Regions from separate parts of the Zea mays genome. Here region 1 is linked to region 2. The links are chromatin contacts, called in public Hi-C maps. All regions are on one chromosome and are shown on one strand. Each heading gives the region's core, a stretch centred on a gene start, on an enhancer-like site or on the middle of the called end of the contact. The rest is flanking DNA. Distances are from core to core; before and after follow the strand shown. Region 1 has its middle 12 kb from the start of LOC103649556. Region 2 holds the start of LOC103649555.

What was found. Hi-C and Micro-C count contacts between places; a contact is called where the count stands out from the background.
Region 1: a Hi-C map of root tip shows a contact between it and region 2, with 4 times the contacts expected there. The contact joins the enhancer-like site here to the promoter of LOC103649555 in region 2. A contact is called at or near these places in 18 of 25 Hi-C or Micro-C datasets (bundle sheath, ear, endosperm and 5 more) and 3 of 3 datasets of contacts at active chromatin or transcription factors (leaf, seedling and shoot).

The regions. Positions count from the first base shown.
Region 1 is chr3:2,734,583-2,741,557 of Zm-B73-REFERENCE-NAM-5.0, forward strand. No RefSeq gene overlaps it. Among protein-coding and RNA genes, the nearest start is that of LOC103649556, 12 kb to the right of the region's middle. Within about 2 kb of position 2,544, at least 10 of the 20 cell types and tissues checked have an H3K27ac peak or open chromatin away from gene starts, as enhancers often do. A contact at or near this core is called in ear, root tip and tassel, where this site is marked.
Region 2 is chr3:2,677,621-2,684,383 of Zm-B73-REFERENCE-NAM-5.0, forward strand. LOC103649555 reads left to right here and starts at 3,546. Exons shown (of 4, transcript XM_023301951.2): 1 at 3,546-4,105. The coding sequence starts at 3,927. LOC103649554 (pathogenesis-related genes transcriptional activator PTI6) reads right to left here and starts at 6,616. Exons shown (of 1, transcript XM_008675276.4): 1 at 4,744-6,616. The coding sequence starts at 6,153. The coding sequence ends at 5,089.

The DNA.
Region 1 (6,975 bases), core at 1,294-3,793, 56 kb after region 2:
GGGGTAAGAGGTGATTTTGGATTGAACTAAAGAAATCTATAGTTTTTTTTTCAGGATTCTATTATGCTATTATACTCATTTGGTTGAGATTACAGATTAATCTATTTCAGAAAGCTAAACCAAACACACCATAATATCATCTTGCATTGCCACCCAGCAAACTAAGCACAAACAAGGAACTCTACAGACCAGGAAAAAAACTCTAGATTATATGAGATCATCTTGCTCATCATCTCCTTAGTAAAATCCCACCATCTTGGTCTTGAGAATCGAAGTTGGCGTCGTGTGTCTTTCACCATCATCAGCATACTGTGAATGATTATCGTGGGAATAATAGACCATTTGGTTCGTTGAACACCGAACCGTTTAAGTGCACAGAACCAAACGCATGGATGCATGATTTTATTTATACTCTCAATAAACGTTGTCTTGGTTTCTCCCATGCACCTTTTCTCCAAGCGTCATTTGGATCAATGCCCGCCGGGCCACAGCCCACAGCACACGGCGCCTAGAGCCATGTAAAGTCGTCTGGATGTCTGATTCGCACTGCCACAGTATGCATACTCCGTGGTACTATTGAGGAACCGAGCAATGCAGGCAGAGCCCAGAGATCCTTCGTCGTCGCCACACACACACACACACACACACCAGTAGCAACAACAGCTGCACTACCACAGCATTCTTGGGATGCATGATGTAGCGTCAAATTGTTCTTTTCTGCTGTGGACGTCGTCCTTGGCATGGGAATGCACAAACCCATTTAAGGCGCACATGAGGCAGGACGACCACTACGAGCTGTTTAGAGTTGGACGACTGAACTTGGCCTCCTCCTCGCTCATCTTCTCGAGTTTGGTTCCGCTTAATAAACAAGTGTCACGGAATGAAGCACGATCTCCATTGATTTGACTGCAGAGCTAGCCCTCGCTCGTACGTCCAGAGATGAGCTTTATTAATTTCAACTGCAACATCTAAGGTAAGGTTGTTCTCTTTGGCAGGGTTAAAAGGAGCTTCACCATCAGTGTATCAACACGGTTCGTAATACTGTTTTCGAACTTTTCTCTCTCCCCCAGTCCTCCTCAACTGACCTAGCTATAGGCCCATAAGGCTGCGTCCAGCAGTGGAGTTTGAAACAAAAGGTGAGATATGGAATATGATAGAAGAGCTGCTCAAGATAGTCTAACACACTTTTTTTTTCTCCTTTTGTTTCGCCGACTTTGGTTTCTCGCGTGATGCTATAGCAATAAGCTACGGTTGAGGCGCTATCAAGCAAAGAAGGATCTAAGGCTCTCTTTTGTAAGATATTGGGTTTTCTCGAAAAATGAAAGAGATGATAATAAAACAATGGGGTTGTGGTTGGATTAGCCTTCCTTTTTATTTATATGGGAATTACATATTCCAAATATTTGCCCCTAGCTAGGTGGATAGAGCCAATCCACTTTACCTCTCGGGGGCATTATGGTCCAACTCACCAAAACTTCACTTGGTTGTTCAGGTCTAAGCTTGAGAAATCGTCATCCCGATGGTTTTGAGGCAGAAACCGCCACAAAACTTAGTATTGTATCCAATACACTCCCTCTAAGCTCTAAACGCATGCCACCGCCAGTCCTTGGGCTACCGATCATCGGGTCCCCTATAAAACCTCAGTCCTTGGGCTACCGATAGTTTTTGTTCTGACTCGAGAGATAAACGAGTAATTTCGAGATCGCAAACGAGCCGAGCCGAGCCAAGCTAATTCTTTGTCTCGATATCCCGCTCGATCTAGATATATTCCTGAAGCAGTAGTTTTTTGTTAATGTAGAACTTATCTTTTGTCAGTCACTGGTAGGGCATCCTATCTAGTTAATATTACTGAGTACGTACTTGCACTCAAAATAATTAGTGCTAGGGCAGATTACTACTGTACCACGGTACGTGCTCGCTTTTGACCCCGAGCTAAAACCGAGACGAACGGAAAATTGAAAAACAACAACGACAAGAAGAAGATGTACGCATGCAACTAATCATGCATGCGACTTTGTTTTTTGAAGGCTGCATTGGCAGTGCAACAGCAGCAGGCAGGCAGGCAGGCAGGAGGCGGGGCTTAATTAGAATAGCATATCCCTAAGCCAAAAGGAAAGAAAAAAAAATGGGCTCGCGGTCGTACGGCCGGCGACCAGATCCGGCCACTTCCTTCCGACAAAACAATGAGGCGTCGTCGCGATGGCCGTACGTACTGTTTCCCTCTGCCTGTCCTGCATAAACAAGGCCATATCATCACACACACACATTTGTGTGTGCAGCCTTGATTACGGAATGCAACGGGTGTTGGTTGTGTTCCTGCTGATATGATCGAGCATGTACCATGCATGCAGTGAATTGAATAAACATTGTTACATTCGTGATCAAACGGCGTAGTACGCGCCGGGCAGTGAAATCCTATGCGGTACCGTCGAGCTCGCGCGCGCAGCAGCAAGTCGCCGTCGCACGGCCAGGCCAGATTCTCTGCTCCCAGCTGGCTCTTGCTGAGTCCGTCCTCGGCAATTCATTGCGCGTACATGTGCTCAGCTCCCTCCCAGCAGCTTGCAGCGCAGTTGCAGTGTGGGTACAGTACGTACAGTACAAGCGCAGAGCGTACGCATACGTACGGAGTACAGTAGCAGTACGCTAGGACGTGTACGCACGTGTGTGCTATTTTACGTACTGCCTGTGCAGATTTGGAATGGGATTCCATCGACCGTCACCTCTGTTTCTATTTTTTTTTTTAAAAAAAAAAACAAATTGTGACCTGTCCAATAAATAAATGGGGGTGTTTGAGTTCACTGACACTCCGCCTGATTGGTTAGACGGACCAGCCGCGCTTGGATCCAGTGAGGCGTGTGGCCGTGGTCCATGAAAAACGCACCGTTTAGGCGTATCCACTCATGCAACAAGGAGATATGTTTTTGGTATACGTTACATCTACATGTTCAGGATATACCAATCACGAGAACTATATCTGTTCAAACGTTGCATCAGACCGGATTCGTGTGGAATCTAAGGCCGGGTCGTAAGTTATTTAGCATGGCTCACATGGAAGACCCGAGTCGGGTCGAATAAATGGGGTGTTGTTTGACATCTCACCGATCGATCCAGCACCGTTTCTCCCGAAAGCCGGCCAGAACCTTTCCCTTCCACTGGCAACTGCCACTCACGCCATGCGATTGCCCCCGCCGGCGGGCGCCGGGCCTGCATTGGCCGGCGGCGGCTCGCAGCGGCGCAGCTCATGCTTGCATGTTTCCATCACATCACACACACACTTTGCGCTGCTAGCCTGTTGCTACTGCTCGTCGATCACTGCATGCAGAGACCATGCATGCACAACTCAACTCAATCATACAAACTACAGTTGTCGATAGATCGACTTATACGACAGTGCAAGTTCCCTTTCTTTTCCAGATGGATCGACGATTACAAAAGTACGCGCCATCATAAGCTCATAATTGTCGTCGTCCTTGTCATTGGTTCGATCGTGTGAGCAAGCTAGGGGAAGGGAACCAGCATCTTTGTGAAGCCAAAAATTCCGATGGAGGGACGCACATGCATGTTCAGTTCGGCGGCCGGACACTTGCACCACCAGCTGCTGCAGTGCGATGGGACACCAAGCATAGTGGGGGCGACGCGGCTGCTTGTTTGGCGCCTCTTCTTGTCCGCATGTTCTTGCATTGCATTGCATTGCTTTGCTTTGCTTTGCTCCGGCGGTGCTGTCTTCTCTGCCTCGTCGTCGTATGCAGCCGAAAGCCTTTTTTGGGATTTCCAGGTTTTTTCAATTCCGCAGGGGACACCTGGTTTCCTGGGTCGGGCCGGCCGGTCGCATCGCATGCACCCACTCGTGTGCACGAACGAAATAGCTAGCCTTTCCCATCCCTCACCTAAACAGCGCCTTTCAGCATGGAATCAGGGGGGATGATTAGACAAGTAAAAAAGCGATCGCTAGCTCGTGTAGCCATCCCCATCCATATGGCCACTCAAACCGTCCCTGTCAACTGAGATTTTTTTTATAAAATACTATTAATTGCAGTTGGCACTATTTTATGCCTCTCTTACTACAAGTACATACGTACTATTGCGACTGTGAGATTCTCAGGGCTTTGTTGTTTATTCTCAAGAGTTGTGTGTGCTAGCTAGATTAAGATTAGATCTCATATATATTGTGTTCTTCCTGTCTTTCTTTCTGCGACTTTTACAGTTACAGTTCAGAGAGGGCTCGATCGAAATACGGCCATGAATTCGTGCGGGTCCTCAAGGGCCGCCGAAATTTTATAAATTGACCTGCATTTCCAGCCTCAGATGACAACCAGGACAGAAAGAATTTGACCTCTAGTTCATATATATTGCGTTGCTGCATGCGCGTACGTACTTGAGTAAGTAATAAGTTGGTTGTGGCGAGATGATTCTGCTAGCTGCTGCTGATGCTGCCACTACTCGGCGTCGATCTCGCACCATCACAGGGAGAGAAAAAAAAACAAATCAGACTGCAGGAGACGTCTACCGGTAGGCTAGCTAGCTGAGGCCCTGAGCACCATGCACTTCCGTCGTCAGTATAGCTGCGACTGTTCTGAATGCGCGAGCACAGCGTCGTCAGTTATTGACGCCTGGAATATCATTCAGAAACTCAGAAGCGCGCAGGTCGTACTGATGCCTGCAAGCTGTAATAAACGAAGGATTATTGCAGTTGCACTACAGTCTTGTTCCTGGCTGGCTGTACTGCAAAAAAAAAAAGAAAAAGAAAAAGAAATTTAAGCTCCATATTGCGTGACGCAGGCCACGCATGTCTCGGCCTCGACGGGGATTCTCGATCGAGTGGATTATTCTACTGCTTCAACTTTGCAGCATGACTGTCGTTGCGTTACTGTATGCTGAAGTTTAACGATGCTACCATGAGGAAGAGCAGAATATAGCTTGCAGTGCCATGGACGAATGCATGCGATGATGCTGGTAGAATCCGAGACATGCTTGCAGTGACTAAACCCCCAGAAGCCAGAACTCGACCGTACGTAGTGCATTCAAGCTATGCAAACCCTATCAGCTCGGGGTGAGCTGGAAAAACTGGCCTCATCATCACCGAGCGAGAGACGCAATTATTATGCAGCCGTTAACAAGGACATATGATATATATGATGGCAGGAACAAAAGAAAAATCACGGCGAGAAAGCATCATATCATGCGGTCTCACAATAGTTGCCTGTTCCCTCTTGTCAGAAACGACACGCCACGCCGCGTCCCATTTATTCCCTGTAGATCAGGAACCATTTGTACAGGATGAAGTTTAAAAAATAAGGAATAATTAAGATAGACAATGTGATATAGAAGATTTGTTGGAGAGATAGCCTTATAACTGGATCCAAGTTTGCTAATGTTTTCTTCTTTATATCTGATCATCATCCATCTTATAAGTGTATATCTTCGATGTTATGAACTGAAACACATTGCCAGAGACCAGTACTGGTATCTGGTCTGCCAAAGGAGAACAGATGGATAATTAATTACTGAGAACAGATGGCCAGTGCTGGTATCTTCCGAGTAACACCTCTAGGTTCCGAGTACAATTCCTCGGTGCTCCGTTGCAGAGTGGGCGGTGGATTGAGTTCGAGGATTTTCTTAGCCAATACCATGTTTTGGTGTCTTCTTAATATACTAAGAGCAGAGTAGAGTTTTTTTTATATAATTTTGAACAGGACGAAATAAGTTCGACACGTTTAAACAATTACGTATCAGACCGTAAGCCGATAAACAGCCAAACAGGTCGGATATTTTTGAATGTACACCTATAATCCCACAACACAAATCTCTGAATTCAGTCTCTAAGAAAGCTCATACAGAGCCACAGAGGGAAGAAGATGACATGACTTGGTGCCTTGGTGGAAAGGTGGGAAGAATCCACCGAGCACAAACACCGCGGTGCCGGATAAACACGGCACGCATGTCCGAGTTTTAGGATCCAAAGCGCTGTCGGCGTTCTGAATGCAGGATATGACAGGTCCGGGTCCGGCCCGGAGAAGGGAGGAGGGGACGTTCGCAGAACGGCGGCCAGCCTGCCTGAGTGCCTCACTGACAGAAGCAGTAGCCGAGCTCTATCCACGCTATAGCTGCAGCTCTACCATATGCGGCCATGCCGCTCTGCTGCTTGACTCACGAGAAGGAAACCACGACACCACTGCAGACGGCACCGACGATTCATGGGATCCTGCAGAGCTTCTTTAGCATCGAATGCACGAGCACTCGAGCAGCGACGCTCCGGTTCAATTAGCTATCTGTCCTGTCGTGTCTCTCAGCTCTGAAGAACCGCCGTTAGCCGATTAGCGCGGCTGGAGTACACATGGGCCGGGCTCCCTCGTCTACATCCCCTGCCCCCTGGATCAATGAACTTATTATATCTTTAACTAATAACCTTATATGTTTTAAGTAATTATTCTAGTTTTGTGCTATAAATAACAGTTTTTTTCTCTCTCTATAAAATCCAGCCCATCTTGAAACTCTTGGGTTATTCAAGGAACGACGGACAATATCTGAACTTGTCAGCAGTTTGCACGTTCAGAGGACCGAGGAAACAGGGAAGGAACCAATGGAGCTGGTTCGTCTACACGATTAAAGAATACGGGTGGGGGTGGAATCTCGCCTTGGAAATTGTGGCTCTGGGCTCCATTGGCCCACTTACGACCATAGCGGATTCTCGGCTCCATTGCCGCCACAGCCACCCGTGTCCTGACTCCTGAAAGCAGCTTGCGACTGCGACTGCGACTGCGACTGCAACTCGCACTTGAAATCCTCAGCTCTAGCGGTGATTATGCTGCAGCGCAAGTTAGCACGCAGCGATCACTTCACTGACTCGCTGAGGAACTGCCTGTCTTTGTACAACATTATCCCCAGCTGGAGCCGGTTCAGTTCAGTCCATGATGGTGATGCCTGGACTCACTGGAGCACAGCACAGGGAGAGATGGCCATGATTAGTTCCTGAGC
Region 2 (6,763 bases), core at 2,296-4,795:
GCAGGTTGAACCCGTGATGTATACACTATATAGCAGCTGGAGATGCCTATAGAGTACAGTACAGTACAGTACCACTTCTCTCTCTCTCTTTCTCTCTGCTTTACCCAACAGGCGAGGCGACAGCGGACTCTAGCCTTTGTTCTCTCAAGTTATTATTAGACAGATGTGCGGAAGGTCCTGAGATTTTTCCTGCAAAGATAAGATAGGCCTCTCTTTGGGCAGATCTGCTAATACCATGCCCACTTTCAGTGGCAAAAACGCAGCAGCGCCTTTAGAGCCGTGGCGCCCGACCCCTTTCTTCTCCAGCCAGACCAGCGCCTTGCATTACATGTGACAGAAAAGAAAAGAAAGAAAGAAAGCCTCCGTTGGGTTGTCTTGCTCGCCGCTGCTCCCGTCACTTTCACCAGGTATACTTGCAAAGCAGGAGTAGCTACACTCTCTCTTAGGTCCTGCCTGATCGCCAATTAACAAAAAATAAAAAATAAAAAAAGGGGATAGAGAATGCAGAACCATATACTATGTATGTATGAGGCGTTAGTGCCGGTTTGCATCGTGTGCGCGAGGCAGGGCAGGTAAAGCAATGGCCGGCCACGCCGTCTTTTTTTGTGTCTGTGGTTTCGGGAAGGAGAAGTCAACGCCCAAAAAATTTGCGCAATTTGCGTGGTCCGTGCGATTCGTCACTACGTGTCTCGCAAACTTTCAGCATCTTCAAACCGCTTCTCTACTGTTCGCGTTCGTGTAACGTCCAGATATTTAACTGCAAGTTACGGTGTGTTATTTGTATAGTTAAACTACTCTACCTTATTTGTAATAGTAACAATTAAAACTTTTACCACAGAAAGAAAGAAAAAAACGAGTATACCAACGCACGCCGTACTGTTCTTCATCAATCAATCCTTCAATCACGGTCGCGATGGCCAAAGCGCCTACGCCCTGCCTCTGCCACCTACAACCGACGCCGCCATAGACACCATCGCGATCGCCGAGGACGAGGCCACCATCACATCCTCCACCGTCGACGCCTTCACCGCGACGACCGCACTCGCCTGTGACGTCACTGGTCGCCGGAACCACAGTCTCCGCGACCGCCAACAAGCGACACACATGCATCATGGCTAAGGAAAAGAAGGCACATACACATGACACTCCTAAGTACACTTCTAGTGACGAGGAATCTGATGATGATATATATTATAGCGATCTTTTTAAGAGCTTGGATAGATCTAAAGTAGATAAAATTAATGAATTAATTGATGCTCTTAACGAAAAAGGTGGATTGCTAGAAAAGAGCCGTTGAAGACGTATACATCGCATCCTCAAGAAGACGTATATGAGCTCCTAACATGTAACAAATCCAATGTTTCTTATTTTGGTGTATTTGGGAGCTAATACTACATCTTGGTCAATAAAGGTAGATATTCAAAGCTTGCTCCCAGAGCCGTTGAAGGGTTTTTACTTTGTTATGATTCAAATACAAAGACATATAAAGTCTTCAACATATCTTCAGATTTAGTTGAAGTCACTAGTGACGTTGTATTTGATGAGACTAATGACTCTCCAAAAGTGCAAGTTGATCTTGATGACTGAGATAAAAACGAGATTCCAACGGCCGCAATAAGGACTATGGAGATAGACGATGTGCGACCGCAACAACATCAAGTACAAGATTAGTCTTCTTCCTCGACGATGGTGTAACCCCCAACTTAAGATGAGGAATATGTACCTCGAGACGACGACATGAATAAGAGGGGCACTAGAACTAGAAGAAAAAGAGGAGGAAGGCAATAGGTATATCGACCCGATGTACTTGCTTGGCTATATGCGTAAGTTAAGTATGTCGGTCTATTAAAGTAATAACGTCGGTTTATGACCTAAACCGACGTTCTTTAATAGTATATCAGAGAGATAAAAAAGATAAAGAAAAAGAAAGTCTTTTACAAGTGTCTGTCCAGAGACGAGGCTCACGGGACAGGACCACCGCGAGCACGGAAATATATAGTCAAACGAAATGTCCCTCCCTCGCTCCCCTGGAGATTATGACTCGGAATCATGAGGTCGCCTGCTATTTGGTGTTATCCCTGCACAAAGGGATATGCTAGAGAGTGAGTGAGAGAGACAGAGCAAAAAAGACACAAGTCTAGTGCATGCATGCCTGATTATACAGCACCTCCGTCCGTCCATGGATGTCCGCCTTTAAATTTTATTTTGCAGGGATTTCAGAGCTTTGTGTTTGGAATGCATGATTGGGTTTCAAGTGCCTGAGAGCGCAATCGATTGCAACCCAGATGCCCACAAGGCTAAACTATCAACTCAAGTGGAGTGCTGCCTTGAATTTGAAATGGCGTCACGCACCCAGATGGCCATCAGCGTGAGTGCGTGCGTGTTACAGATTGCGCGTGTCGCCGCTACAGTAGCGAACGCTCTCTAGTACTAGGCAATTCATGGAGGGTGGTGGTGCTGCTGGCCTGCTGCTGCACCGGCGGTACGGATGCATGCGACCAGCACGAGGCTTGGTCACTCATGTAGGAAGCACTGGAGCAGCGGGAGGGGGAGGAGGACGAGGACGAGGACCGACCGGGCGGCCCGCCGCGGCGTCAGCCACCAGCAGCAGCGCGGCAGCACAGCGTTCCGCGGCTCGGGAAGGCTTAGCTTGTTGCGCACTCAAAGCCTGGCGGCCCCGGCCCCGGCCCCGAGCACGGACAGGCACGCGGCCCCGGGAGCGGGCAGCCGGCAGCGTACGGCGCACGTGCGCCGCGTGTGCGCGCCCCCGCCTAGGAAACAGTGGTCGGCACGCCTGGCCACCACACACGGCCGGGCCCGGGGCCGGGGCCGCGACGGCGACGCCACTTGACCTCACGCTCGCTCGGTCGGCCTGGCTCGCCGGCGTGCAGCCTACTCCTCCGTCTGCCCAGCGAGTCGGGTCGAGAGTGTGAAACGCGGCCCGCACTCCTCCCGTGTTGTTTTGTTTGGCGTCGCGCGCGTGTTTTTGCTGCTGCTGCTGCGGCGGCGGCCGTCGGCGTCGTGGGTGGCGAGTGCACACGGCGTGGTGTGGGGCGGCGGGGCCGTGTACCCGTGCCGTGCCGTCGCGTCGCGTCGTTTGGCAAGCCACGGGTCAGGCTGACGGTGACGGCCGACGCTGACGAATCCATAGACATAGCCATAGCTCTAGGTTGCCGCGGTGTGTGCTCGCTCTGTAGTTGTCTGCTCCCGTTAAAATTTCGGACGAGACTTGAGGCGACGCCGCCCTCCTCCCGTCCTCCGTCGCCCTGTCCCTGTGCGGACTGACGCGCAGGCAGGCATTCCGGGCCTTGGGAGGCACACACCTCGCTCGCACCGCTAGCTAGTACTGTAGAGAGAGAGAGAGAGGGCAGTGGCAGCAGCGCAGGCAAGCAGGCAAGCAGGCCTAGGCGGCTAGGCTGCTATGGCAGGGCGAACGCGGCCAACGGGGGCGAGACACGAGGGCGTGCAGGTCCCGATGGAGGGGACGTGAACGTGACAGACGGGGCTTCCCTTCTTCCACAATGACCCAAAAAATCCTCACAATCTCAACGCCAGAAGCCGTCGTCCTTTCGCACAGTGAGCCTAGCCGCGTAGCTAGGACGGTCCACGAAGGACAAATACAGTTTGCTCGTCTTCTTTGCCCCCCATACCACCGGCTTCGCCTCGCCGGGCTGGCTAAAGTTGGTTTCGTAAAGTTGTCTTCGTTCTCGGTGGGTCGACCCCTCGCGCGCGCGTGGTGGGGCCGCCCCGTCGGCCGGCGACGTCCCCGTCCGCCGCTCGTCTCCCCCGTCGAGAGATTCCGACCAACCCGGCCGGTCTGGTTCTGGTCCCGGTCCCATGGGGGGGTAAAGCTGGCGACGTCCTCGGTGGTGGTGCTGCTGCGGACCTGCGCAGGCGATCAACAAGATACCCAAACCAAAGGGCGGATGATGGATCACGGACGGATGGCCGTGGAAGCGTCACAGCCCAAGCCGGGTGCTGGACAGAAAGGGACGATGGCCAAAAGAGGGAGGGGGGGAGAATTCCCCGTCTCCTTCCTAAAAGGCGATGAGCACCGCTCTCCTCTCCTCTCCTCGTCGTCCCCGTCCCACATGCTTCTCTACCGGTTAGCCCATCCCTCTCTTTCCCATGTATTCCTTCCTTCCTGGCCTTGCCGTTATTTGAATTTTGAACCCGGAGCAGAGCACTGTGCGCACGCCTACGTAGGGAACGGGGGGAGGAGGGCTGGCCGCCGTGCAAGCAAAGGCGGTCAAAAGAGTCCAAGGGGCGCGGCATTTTGCAGGCGAGGCCACGCACGGTGGCAGGAGAACACAGCGTGAGCGACGCCAAGCCACGCACAGCCCCTGCGCTACCCACGAGGAAAAGAGGGCGGGTCAGACGAGTTAATTAACAACCCCGAAGCAAAGCCATATGCCATTTCATAATCCTTGTCGCCGGCCGGCGGCGTGTCCTCGGGGCCCCTCGAGCCACGGCGCTCGACGGAAATACCGCTACGGCGCAGCTACGCAGAGCACGGAAAAAAACACGCGCACCAGAGACCCCATCAGCCAGGGGACGCCGTAAATGTGCCGGTTCCGCTGCGATCCCAGCGACCAAGACCGGCTCCGGCAATTACTGCTGCGTACGGCCCTCCGGTGCGAGGCGAGCAAACAGCGGGCCGTATGGGGAACCGTCGCGCCGTCCGTCGTGCAACACACTGCTGCCCGCCCAGACGAGGCGACAGACAAAACCAGAGACAGCACGTCGCTAATTACTCATGACTTGATTATAATCCCCGACGATTACTGATAACTCGGTGAGCAAGGGGCAGACAGACAGCCTCGCTCGCCCCGGTCAAGGACTCTTCTTCCTCCTTGCCGGGGGGGTAGATGCTCGGCACACATGGCAGCAGCGGCGGCGGCGGGGCCACAAGGACGCACTGCAGAGCCGGACGGACACCTCTTATCTCTCTCTCTCTTCACCTTACGCTAAAAGAATTAACGACTAGGACCCAAAAAAACAACAACAGCACGAAAACAAAATTGGCCGGACGGGCTAGGCGGATCCGGTGCGCAGAGGGAGGGGAGGGCTGGCGGGCGGGCGGGAGCGCTAGACGACGGGCAGCGGGTCGATCTGGAACAGGTCGGTGATGTCCTGGAAGAAGTCGTCCACCTGCTGCCACCTCGCCGGCGACGCCGCCTCCGCGTCGGACGGGCACTCGTCGGGGCTCGCCGCGGGGAACGGCTCCGGCAGCGGCGGCAGCTTCTCCTCGGGGATGTCCGCCAGGAAGTCCAGCGTCGGCTCCGGGAAGTCGGCCAGCAGGTCGAAGTCAGTGTACAGCGGGGGGAAGTCGCCGCCGAAGCAGTCGTCGTTGGCGAAGAAGGGGTATGCGTACACGCTGCTCCTGCTGCCGCCGACGCCGGTCGACTCGTCGGTCTCCGCGGCCGGCGCCGGTTTCTTGCAGGTGGCGTCGGCGGCCGCGGAGGACGGAGGGAACGTGCGGAGAACGGAGGTCGGCGAGGCCGCCGCGGCGTGGGACTCCTCGCCGGAGTCGTAGGAGGACGTGGCGGAGGACGACGCGTTCTTGGACGCCGGAGCCGGCGGCGGCTGCGGGAGGCGACCCGCGACCTCGTCGGGGACGGGGACGGGGACCGCCGCGTGCTCGAAGTTGGTGGTGGCGTCGGCCCCGCGGAGCTGGATGGCGGCCGAGTCGTACACCTTGGCGGCCTCCTCGGCGGTGTCGAAGGTGCCGAGCCAGACGCGCACCCGGCGCCAGGGGTCGCGGATCTCCGCCGCGTACTTGCCCCACGGCCGCCGCCGCACGCCGCGGAACCGGGGCTCGGCGCCGGCGCCGGCGCCGTCGGACTTCCTCTTCCGCCCCGGGAGGGCCAGCGGCCTGGGCCGCTCCCCCGCGACGGCCCTCGCGGACGCCGCCTCCTCCTTCACCGGCACCGCCCGCTGCAGCCGGATCTCCTGCACGTAGCGCTTCACCCTCCTGCGCGCGGCCGCGCCCTCCGCCTCGTCGCCGGACGAGTCGGTCGCGTCGTTGTCGTCGCAGAAGACCCGCACCGTCCTGGGCCCCGCCGCCGGCGCGGAATCCATCGCCCGGGAAGTGACCTCGACGTGCTCCGTCCGCTTCACCGCCAGGAACATCTCCTCCTCCATGGGCCACATCACTCCGCTCGCATTTGACTCCGCAACCAAGCTTGGACACCCGACTAAAACCCCTCAAGAAACCCTCTTCCGACGCTTTGGTATGTGGGGGATGGCACGGGCACCCGACCTCCTACGCCCCGGAGGTGGAGTGGAGACGCGAGGCACCGGGCTTGGGTGTGGTGGGGGTGGGTGTCTCTGCCGGCAGCACCGCCGCCTGGCCTGCTGCCCTGCGTGGGTGCTTTGATGCGCTCGCTGTCGCTGTTTGTTGTTGTTGCTGCTGCTGTGCTGGTAGGCTGAGCACCGGGAGTCCGCCCCACTTTTATAGCATCCCGGAGCCCATTTCGGAAAGCCCGGGGTTTTTGTTTACACCTCCAAAATTCTTTTTTTCTTCCCTCGCCTTTCCTTTCCTCCGGGTTGGGGTGGGGGTGTTTCTCGTACTCCGGCCCTTTTCACAGAAATTCCCCTCAAAAAGGACGTTATTTCAAATTTCGAAAGCGTGTGGTCTAGCAGACGAGCCGGTGAAAAAACGACGAAAAAGTGAATGCCCTGGCTGCTCGCTGGCTGGCAGAACTGCCTGTTTAACCGCAGGCAGTAAAAACAGATCGACGTACGCATCCTAACCACCTGC